Regions from separate parts of the Mus musculus genome. Here all the other regions are linked to region 1. Evidence: chromatin contacts called from public Hi-C data. All regions are on one chromosome and are shown on one strand. The core of a region is the stretch at or near the end of the contact, and the rest is flanking DNA. Distances in the headings are between cores, read along the strand shown. Region 1 has its middle 370 kb from the start of Gm36824. Region 2 overlaps Gm36824 (a long non-coding RNA gene). Region 3 has its middle 28 kb from the start of Gm36824.

Region 1 (2,958 bases), core at 293-2,792:
ACCCCCCCCCACACACACACACACTTGTAGAAGTCTGGAATGTCAAGGGCAGCAGTTCAGAGCAGTCCTTCATCCCAGTTCCCTGGATTCCCTCTGTCCCCTGTCTCCTTTAGCCCTATAGGTCTCCAGCTGTTCTAACTCACTATTTTGATTCTGTGGCAGTGATAAGTACAGTCCTACTTATGTGTGGGTGGATTCTGCAGGGAACATGGGGTGAAGTCACCCCCTTACTGATTTAGTTCCTTCTCTGGATAATATCACCTTGAATGTGCTCACCCCAGGCACATACCACCAAGGACTTCTTCCTGCACTCTATGCTTTAGTGTGTATATGATCCTGTGTATGTGCACACACGCATGTTTGTGTGTGTATTTGTGAGTAGGTGTATATGCCTGTGTGCATGTACACATGAATGTGTGCATGTGTTAAACATGTGTGTGCGTGTAAATATGTCCATGTATGCATGTATATGTGTGTATGTTTGATGCATGCATGTGTGCATGTGTGTGTATCCATGTGTATATCTTTGTGTATTGTGTGTGTGTGTATATCTGTGTGTGTGTGTGTGTAAGTATGTATATGGGGAAATGTGTGACTTGTATATATGGAGATACAACTTGTTAGAGTCATTTCTATCCATTTACAGTGTGAGCCCTACTTCAATTCATGAGGCTTAGCAGCAAGAGTCTTTCTCTGTTGAGTCATTTCTTGTCCCTTTGTTATTTTGACAATGTCCTTCGTTGGTCTCACCCACTAGGTAGACAGGCTAGCCAGTGTGTCCCCCTGACCAATTGTCTCTGCTTTACTTCCTCAGCCTTGTGATTACAAGTGTGCAGGAACCACTGTGTCCAACATTTAAGTAGGACCTGAGGGATTGAACTCAAGGAGAGGCGAGCACTCTATGGCTGGGCTATCATCCAGATGCCTCCTCCCCATTGTTTTGTCTGAGTCATGCAATTATCTCCATTCAGTGGGGGGAGACTGGAGATCATTCCAGTGGCTAAAAATCTAAAGTGAAAAACAGAACACCTTAGCTTCCACACTAAGAGTGCTGTGTGCCTGGAGTGCTCTTTGGAGCCTGCAACCTTGGTGAGGGTGTGGCTACATTCATTCCAGTGCCTGGCAGAGAAGAAAGGAGATATCTCAGAGCTGGCTTCCCCAGGCCCTGTTATGTTTTTTGCACATGGACTCCTGGAGAGAATTGGCAACTAACAGCCCTTCAAGAAGTATTCTTAAAAGCTGTGCTGAAATCATTCACCTCCTGTAGAAACAAGTGTGATTTACATCTAATATGGGTAATTACTTTTACAGTTAATTAAAAGCACTCTCATTAAGTCCCTGCTGTGGCACCAATGCATAGCTCTTATTTGCTAAAGGACCCTGGGTTTGAGCTCACCTTCATCACGGGGCTCCTGCCTGGAACAGCTGGCTCCCAGGGATCAGACCCATTGTGTTAAGCATCAGCCACCACCTTAGCTAAGGCCCTCTCTCTCTACCCCACCCCCACCCCGGCTCACACTTGTGTACACAGCTGAAATTGACAGCACTGAAGCCCTGTGACCAAAACCTTGGGTTAAAGCCAAATGGTTCCTGTGAGATCTGCATGCAGTCCTGGTGGAGAGAAGGCAGAGGCAGCATTTTGCTTGCTTTGTCTTCAGAATAGCTTTGTTTGTGAGAAGCCTTTGTGGCCCTAGGCTTTCTCCGCTTTTCTTTTTCTTCCAAAGGAAGTATCCTTTCTCAAAAATATGTTCTTTAAATCCTTCTAACATCCCTATGCCTACTTATAAGGCCAGTGTGTGGGCAGTTGAATCCATTTCTGTTGACTTTTACAAAGTTGATATGCTAAATCCCCAGCCACATGACACAAATCATAGACTCTCAGTGATCTTCCCTTTTAGACCTAAATCCTAGTGCTCCCCCTTTCACAATACCTATTGCTTGAAGGGGGCACCCTTAATATGCTAAACTTTTGTAAGTACATATTAATACACTGTGTCTTTAAGCCATCTCATTTTTGGAAAGAACATCATGTTTAGCAATTAAAACATGTAGTTATCGGAGAGTACAATTTTGAGGGTACAGAAAGATTGTTATTTCGGGAAGTTACAGATTTCAGAGATCTATCTGGTCCTTTCTGGTGTTTGCTGGTTTTGATAGTTTTTACAAAGCTCCCTTCTGCCATCTGCTGGCCAGATGTGATATTGTATGTGCTAAGCAAATTTGTGAAGGGAAGCTTTGTTGGGAGGCTCATTGAATACACGTTATGTTCTTCATGCCTTCAAATAAGTGGCCTAATTTGAGTCCTAACATTTCAGAAAAGTGGATTCAGACGCTAAAGCATCTAGCTGAAAGGGGCGATTTCGTAGTTGTACCAGCTCTTCTGGATCCGGTCTCTGAAAGCATCTAGCTGAAAGGCATATTTTCAGAGTTGTGCCAGCTTTCCTCCTTGAACAAGTGGTTTGTCAGCACCTCTCTTCTATATGGTGATGTCTTCTTCCAAGACACGCAGGACATGCCCTAAAATACCAAGAATATCAAGCCTCAGGGTTATTGTGTTTACTTAGCCTACAAATGAGACACAGTAAGAGGTGGCTAATAGTAATAGGATAGTTACAACATGCAATTTTTTCTACCAATCTGTATTTGCTACTGTTAGGAGTGAACTGAGATACCACAGTAACAAGGTGAGGAGGTAACAAGAGGGGACTGATAGATGTCCCATCAAGGCATCTCCTGTTTGCAGGTGTTTCATACCTCTGTTGAGCCCGGAAGCTAAAATGTCAGCATTAGTCTACACAGGAGGAACTCACAGTCTTCATTCCATTTGTTTGGTTTTTGAGACAGAGTCTCTAGTACCAAACTGAGGCTGGCTTTGAAGTCACTGTAACTGAGGGTGACCTTGAACTTCTGGTCCTCCTGCCTCCATCTCCCAGATTGCAAATTACAGATGGGCTCCCT
Region 2 (2,958 bases), core at 316-2,815, 380 kb before region 1:
ATGTGCATCATTTTAAGGTCTCTCAAATTCAGTCAGTGCAATTTCCTTCAAACTTTTCAATCCTCTCTTGTACTTTATTTCCTTAGCTTTCTAGAAGTCTTGCGTGCATATGTGCATTGGCTTCTGTATACTCAGAATTAATTTGGTTGTAAGTGGCAAACATCTATTTTACTGTGGCTTCAGCAAAACTTCCCAACAAAATCCACATGACCAAGGACAAATTGGACCATGGAGCAGTTCTTTGGAGTGGCCCACAGACTCAAATGAATGAATGACAAAAGATAGTGTCAGAGGCTGGATCTCTAGGTATAGTGAGGGAGGTGATAACTCCTTCTTCATGGGACACATACTTTCGATAGTTATGCCATGGCTCTATACATTTCTGTCTCTTGATTTGTTGTCAGTTTCTCCTGTGCAAGATGAAGACTTTTCTCCTGAGACAAGGAAAAGAGGAAGAACAGGCAAGGAAACTGAGCTTTCTATCATTTGAGCTTCCTGCTCTCCTCTTTCCCCCAAGCCAAGGACTCTCTTCCATGGCCAGGCCTCCATTTGGCTGCACTTGGAGCTCTCACTTCATCCGATCTTGGAGCTAGGAAGACCAGTATTACTGTGGTTGGCAGTTATTTGGTAATGTGCTGGGTTCAAAAAGTTCTTGGCTGACAGAAAGAAGGGTAATTCCCTCAGGAGTCAGGAAACTGGAAACTGTAGGGACATGAAATGTTAAAACTGTATAGATAGCTCAGAAACACAAGTCAGGATTCCTATTAGTGTAAATATGTGTACAAGAGAGCAAGTGGCCCAGGCTGTCTAGTACCTCTTCTATTTTTGTCTCTCTCAGCTAGGCTTAGCAATGCTATAACAAAATGCCTGAAATTAAATAGCTTATGGGGAGAAAAGGTTTACTTCAGTTACTGCTTTCAGAGGTTTCATCTTAACACTCCTTAGCCTTAGTGCTGTGACTTCAAGCAAGGCTGACTATCATGGTAGCAATGGCTGTTCACCTCATAGAAGAGTGGAAGAAGAAGTGGGATCACTGGCCATGATTAAGTATCTGTCATAGGTACAGAGCCATCAGAGGCCCACTTCAGAGGCCCCTAGCTCCTGAACTTTTCTCCATCTCACAAAATAGTGCCATTAAGTAGGGCCAGGCCCTTATCACCTGGGCCTGTCAGAGAAATTTCATATTCCAACATTAGCAGATGCTTTTCCCAGAGCCCTGTCCTGTATTAGTCTCTCTCAAGTGCAGGCAGATTGCCATTTAAATGGCAAGTGATACAGCCATTCCAACGGTTGGACATGATCTTTGGCATCATGTCAATCTTGGAAAGTTCAAGAAAATGACCTCCATTCCTCTGCCCCCTCAGAGCTCTCCAGACTTGTACTAGTCTTCTGGTCCTAACATGTGAGAAAAAACCTGAGTCTGTTACTTTTCATTGCTGTGACAGAATATCTCACAAAAGCAGCAGAAGAAAGGAGGGCCTTATCTGGACTCACAGCTGTAGGGTGGGGTGATGGGGAAGGCATGGCTGCAGGGATGTGAGCAGCTGAAGGGTGCAGTGGTAGAGAAAGCCTAGTGGCAGAGGTGTAGCAGCCAGCTGGTCACATGGCAGATAGTAAGGAGGTGAGCACTGTTCAGAGTGCTTCCTTTTACACAGTGCAGGCCCCTGGCCTGAGGGATAGCGCCATCTACATTTTGAGTGGATCTTCACAAATCAATGAACTTAAATTAGAAACTCCCAGACAAATGTCCAGACATTTGTCTCATAGCTGATTCTAGATCCTGTCAAGTTGATAATCAATATTCATTATCACTCCACCCCAAACAATGAGCCAAAGGCAGGTCTGGAATCAGGCAGTCTCTCTCGTGTACCACGATGCTGACAGCTGGTTTCCTGGATGGTGAGAATCCCAGTCTTTCATTATCTGAGACCACCTGTAAAGTGGTGGGAGAACTAGATGGCCTGCTTTGTTGCCAGAAACATTAGGGAAAGACAATGAGCTCAGAATGTCTCCTCTAAAACTTCAGGCCCTTCATCATCAACATCAGTGACCCAAATAATGGTAAGATGCAGTGTCACTCCCATGAACACTTGGTCAGTCCAGCGTGGTGCCAAGGATCATGCATGAACAACCTCCTTTGTTTATCAGCAAACCTAGCTGTAGTACTGTCAGTTTTACTTCTGTGTGTGACAGGTAAGCACACAGGTCACAGAGGATCAGCATACACTTTTTTTAAAGTCAGGCAGCAGAGATTTGGAGAAGTCAAAATTCAAACCCAGAGTCCACTAAGCAATGGTTATATATTTCACTGGAATAGAATATGTACCTATGTTCATGTGTGTGCCTGTGTGTGTGTGTCTGTGTGGAGAGAGAGAGAGAGAGAGAGAGAGAGAGAGAGAGAGAGAGAGAGAGAGAGAGAGAGAGAGAGAGAGAGAGAGAGAGAGAGAGAGAAAGGGGACAGGGGACAGGGGAAGCAAAGGCAAACGTTCCAGAATCCTGGAAGTCTACAGTGAGTGGCGTTCTAGTAGCAAAGATACTTGGAGGGTTTTATTTCCTTTTAGTTACCTCTGGGGGACATTTTTATTTTAATTGAAGAGAGATGGAGTAGGACAGACAGAGAAATGAGGGGAGCAAGGAAGGATGGAAACATAACCACAGAGATAAGAGAAATGCCTTCCTCAACTCTGACAGTTCTGGCTCTGCTCACACACTTGTCCTGAGAGTAACTGTCCACCAAGATGGCAGAGCTGCCCAGCACTGGTTAATGGCTCAGGGTTGATCCTCTATTGAGGGACACCCGTCCCTTTGTGCTGTGACATTGATGTTACTGTCAGTTGACAGCGAGCTTTATCGTGAATTCCTTCAAGTACAAAAGGCCACTGTTCGGAAACTGTCATTAAAAGCAGCCTCTCTCTTTTTAAAAGCAATCTCTCCTTTATTCTCCCTATAATAGGAGCC
Region 3 (2,958 bases), core at 341-2,840, 340 kb before region 1:
CAATGAGCAGCTGTTACTTTCCAAATACTTCATTAGCATTTTATACATATTCTCCCTGGTGAGTCACTCTGACCTGCTAATCCCAGTTACATATAAGAAACAGAACCAGTAACTCAGTCCCAGGCCACAGAACCTGTGCTTGGAGAGGTTAAGAACTTCCTATGAGATCTCAGGGTACAGCACTCTCCATAATCACCTTGCAATCCTTGCAATCACGTGCTCCTAAATGTGGGTTCCTCAAACCCACGTAGATCACTGGGCTGTGTACCTGTAAACCCAGAGTTGGAAAGGCAGGGGCAGGCTCACTATTTAGCCAACCGAGCCTATTTGGTGAGTTCTAGGCCACTGAGAGACCATCACTCACAAAATAGCATGGAAAGCACAGAGGGATGCTGGTGTTGACTTTGACTTATGCACACATACATGCATAGCTGCACACACTTACACATGTACACATACATACACCACTAAAGAAAGGGAAGGATGGCTCATTTGGGAAGTGCTTGGCATGTAAGCATGAAGACCTGGATTTGATCCCTAGAATCCACTAGTGTGCTTATTATCTCAACACTGGGTAGGCAGAGACAGGAGTGTCCATGGCACTCACAGGCCTACCAGTCTAGCCTAATCGCTGAGTTAGTTCTAGGCCAATAGGAGATACTGTCCCAGGAAATAAGATGAATGTCTCCTGAGAAAGAGACCTGAGGTTGATTTCTGGCCTCCATGACAATGTGTGCGCACACACACACGCGCGCACACACACACACACACACGCACACACACACACACACACATATGGGATGGGAGGAGAGAGAGAGAGAGAGAGAGAGAGAGAGAGAGAGAGAGAGAGAGAGAGAGAGAGAGAGAGAGAGAGAGAGAGAGAGAGAGAGAAAAGATTGCTGACCTGCTCTAAAATCCATACTGTGAAGTATGGTATTCTATCGAGAGGCTAGGTTAAATGTTCTATTTTCTGTGTCACCTCAGTACCTTGGAGAAGTCTGCAGCGAATGGAGACATAAATGATCAGGAGTCCATTTTCATCCTGATTTTCTTCTAGTTGAGCTTTAGATAGAGCACATATGTTACTGGTGTCAAAAATGTGACGAACCACTGACAATATCTTCTAGAAGTCGGATGGGTCAAACAAAAAGGAGGATAAATTCAGTGTCTCTCCTTCTTCACTCAGAGCGGCAGTGACAGACCCTCCTGGCACCATCTAAGTCCCTTTCTCTCTTGTCTTTCTTTCTTATCTCCAGCCATCTAATTAGAAGTTGCAAATGCCTGATGAGCCCCATGGTTTGACAGTGAGTAGCAAAGATGTGGCCAAATTATCTGCAATAGTGTTTTTAATTTATTTTTGAAATTTGCAGCTGTCTAGTACAAACCTCGCTCTGTTCCTGGAGTCCTTGCTTGGAGGGAAAGAGAAAGTGAAGGTTTTCCAAGCTCATGGCTGCAAGGCAGAAAGCCCATCCTTGCGATCACAGCAGGGTGTGTGTGTCTGGACTGGGTTGAAGAGGAGAGAGCTCCTCCTGCCTGGCTTGTTTTACATGCTGTTCTGTAAAGAGCAGTGGCTTAAAATCAGACTTGCACACCATCGAGGCTGCCGGCGTGCAAATGGTGGGTTGGCGATCACGTGGTCTCATTATTCCTATTATCTACTTAGCAGCTAGAAAAAGTAATTCTGCTGGTGGTTTTTTATCTCTTTTCGTTCTTTAGCTTGGCACTGACATTAATCAGTTTGCTAACTCTCTCTGCCTACACCATTGGGACCTCTCAGGGCCTTGTTCAGAAATCAATTCTCCATCAGTTCACACCTGTACCTAAAACAAATACGAGATCAGCCTGTTGGTACACTGCCAATATTTGTAAGAGTCACAGTGGTAATGAGACCCTAACGCACATTATCTGCATCAGCGTAGCAATGCCACCACTTCTGGCATTTGGCTCACACAACAGCAGGTGGGTGTGTGACAGAGTTGGGACTTGATTCCATTTACTGAGTGACACTCTGCCACCTATGTGACAGGAAAAAGAGTGACAGCTCTCTGTAGCTTCTTCTATGGTGGCAGTGGTGTGCTGTTGCTGTATTACCTATGGACATGGGTGGTTGCCCATGTTTGTACAGGTACATATGTAGATGTGCATTCATTGATGTAGAGGCCAGAGGTCAACCTCAGATGTGCTTCTCAGGAGCCATCCATATTTGTCTTTGTCAGTTTCTTTTTGAAACAGAGTTTCTTGTGAAATCTGGGACTCAGTGGTTTGGCTAAATTGTCTAGCTAACCAGCCCCAGGGATCTTTCAGCCCTGCATCCCCAGCACCCAAATACAAGCACACATCACCTGCCTTGCTTTGTGCACGAGTTCCAGGGATTGAACTAAAGTCCTCATGTTCATGTGGAAAGCATTTTACCTACCTAGTTATTTTTCTAGGTCAGTGGGTTTGCTTTTGTGTTTGAACAAGTGAGTTGTAGTCTTAAGAGCTAATGCTGTCCCTTTCCTCTTTCCCACTACCACATTAAGAGAGCAGTCATGAGGCACAATGGTCCTGACCTTGGAGACTCTGCTAGAAGAGGAGATGCCTTCCCTGGCTCAGTCATCAGTATTCAGTTGCATGGCACTTGCACTGGGTCATTGTGGAGGTGTTTTGACACTGTTTGGATTTTATACAGAGGCACAGAGAGCATACCATTCCTTCATTAAAGGCTTATTAACTGCACTTTGTGAAATGGGGTGAAAACAAATATGCTCCCAAATGGCTTGTGTGTTTATTACCTTCCCGCCGGATACATAAACTCAGGGCCTAGGGGGATGTTGCAGAATCAAGGACTTACAAAGAAGTATGCAGTCATGTAGCCTGTGTCTGAGAGAAGCAAGGGAACCTCGAGGAACCTCTAATTTGCATGGCATTTCTTTCTTAGTCCTTGGAGAAGAGAGCCAAGGAAGGAGGAGATTGAAA

What was found. A called contact is a pair of places that touch in the nucleus more often than the background predicts.
Region 2: a Hi-C map of the N1E-115 cell line shows a contact between it and region 1, with 2.6 times the contacts expected there. The contact joins two enhancer-like sites. A contact is called at or near these places in 2 of 484 Hi-C or Micro-C datasets (the N1E-115 cell line and brain).
Region 3: a Hi-C map of the N1E-115 cell line shows a contact between it and region 1, with 5 times the contacts expected there. The contact joins two enhancer-like sites. A contact is called at or near these places in 2 of 484 Hi-C or Micro-C datasets (the N1E-115 cell line and trophoblast stem cells).

Annotation. Positions count from the first base shown.
Region 1 is chr16:6,478,354-6,481,311 of GRCm38.p6, forward strand. It overlaps a transcript of Rbfox1 not described here. Among named protein-coding and RNA genes, the nearest start is that of Gm36824, 370 kb to the left of the region's middle. Within about 2 kb of position 1,543, at least 32 of the 459 cell types and tissues checked have an H3K27ac peak or open chromatin away from gene starts, as enhancers often do. A contact at or near this core is called in the N1E-115 cell line, where this site is marked.
Region 2 is chr16:6,094,641-6,097,598 of GRCm38.p6, forward strand. All of the region lies in intron 2 of Gm36824 (a long non-coding RNA gene), which reads right to left. It also overlaps a transcript of Rbfox1 not described here. Among named protein-coding and RNA genes, the nearest start is that of Gm36824, 11 kb to the right of the region's middle. Within about 2 kb of position 1,566, at least 21 of the 459 cell types and tissues checked have an H3K27ac peak or open chromatin away from gene starts, as enhancers often do. A contact at or near this core is called in the N1E-115 cell line, where this site is marked.
Region 3 is chr16:6,133,726-6,136,683 of GRCm38.p6, forward strand. It overlaps a transcript of Rbfox1 not described here. Among named protein-coding and RNA genes, the nearest start is that of Gm36824, 28 kb to the left of the region's middle. Within about 2 kb of position 1,591, at least 2 of the 459 cell types and tissues checked have an H3K27ac peak or open chromatin away from gene starts, as enhancers often do. A contact at or near this core is called in the N1E-115 cell line, where this site is marked.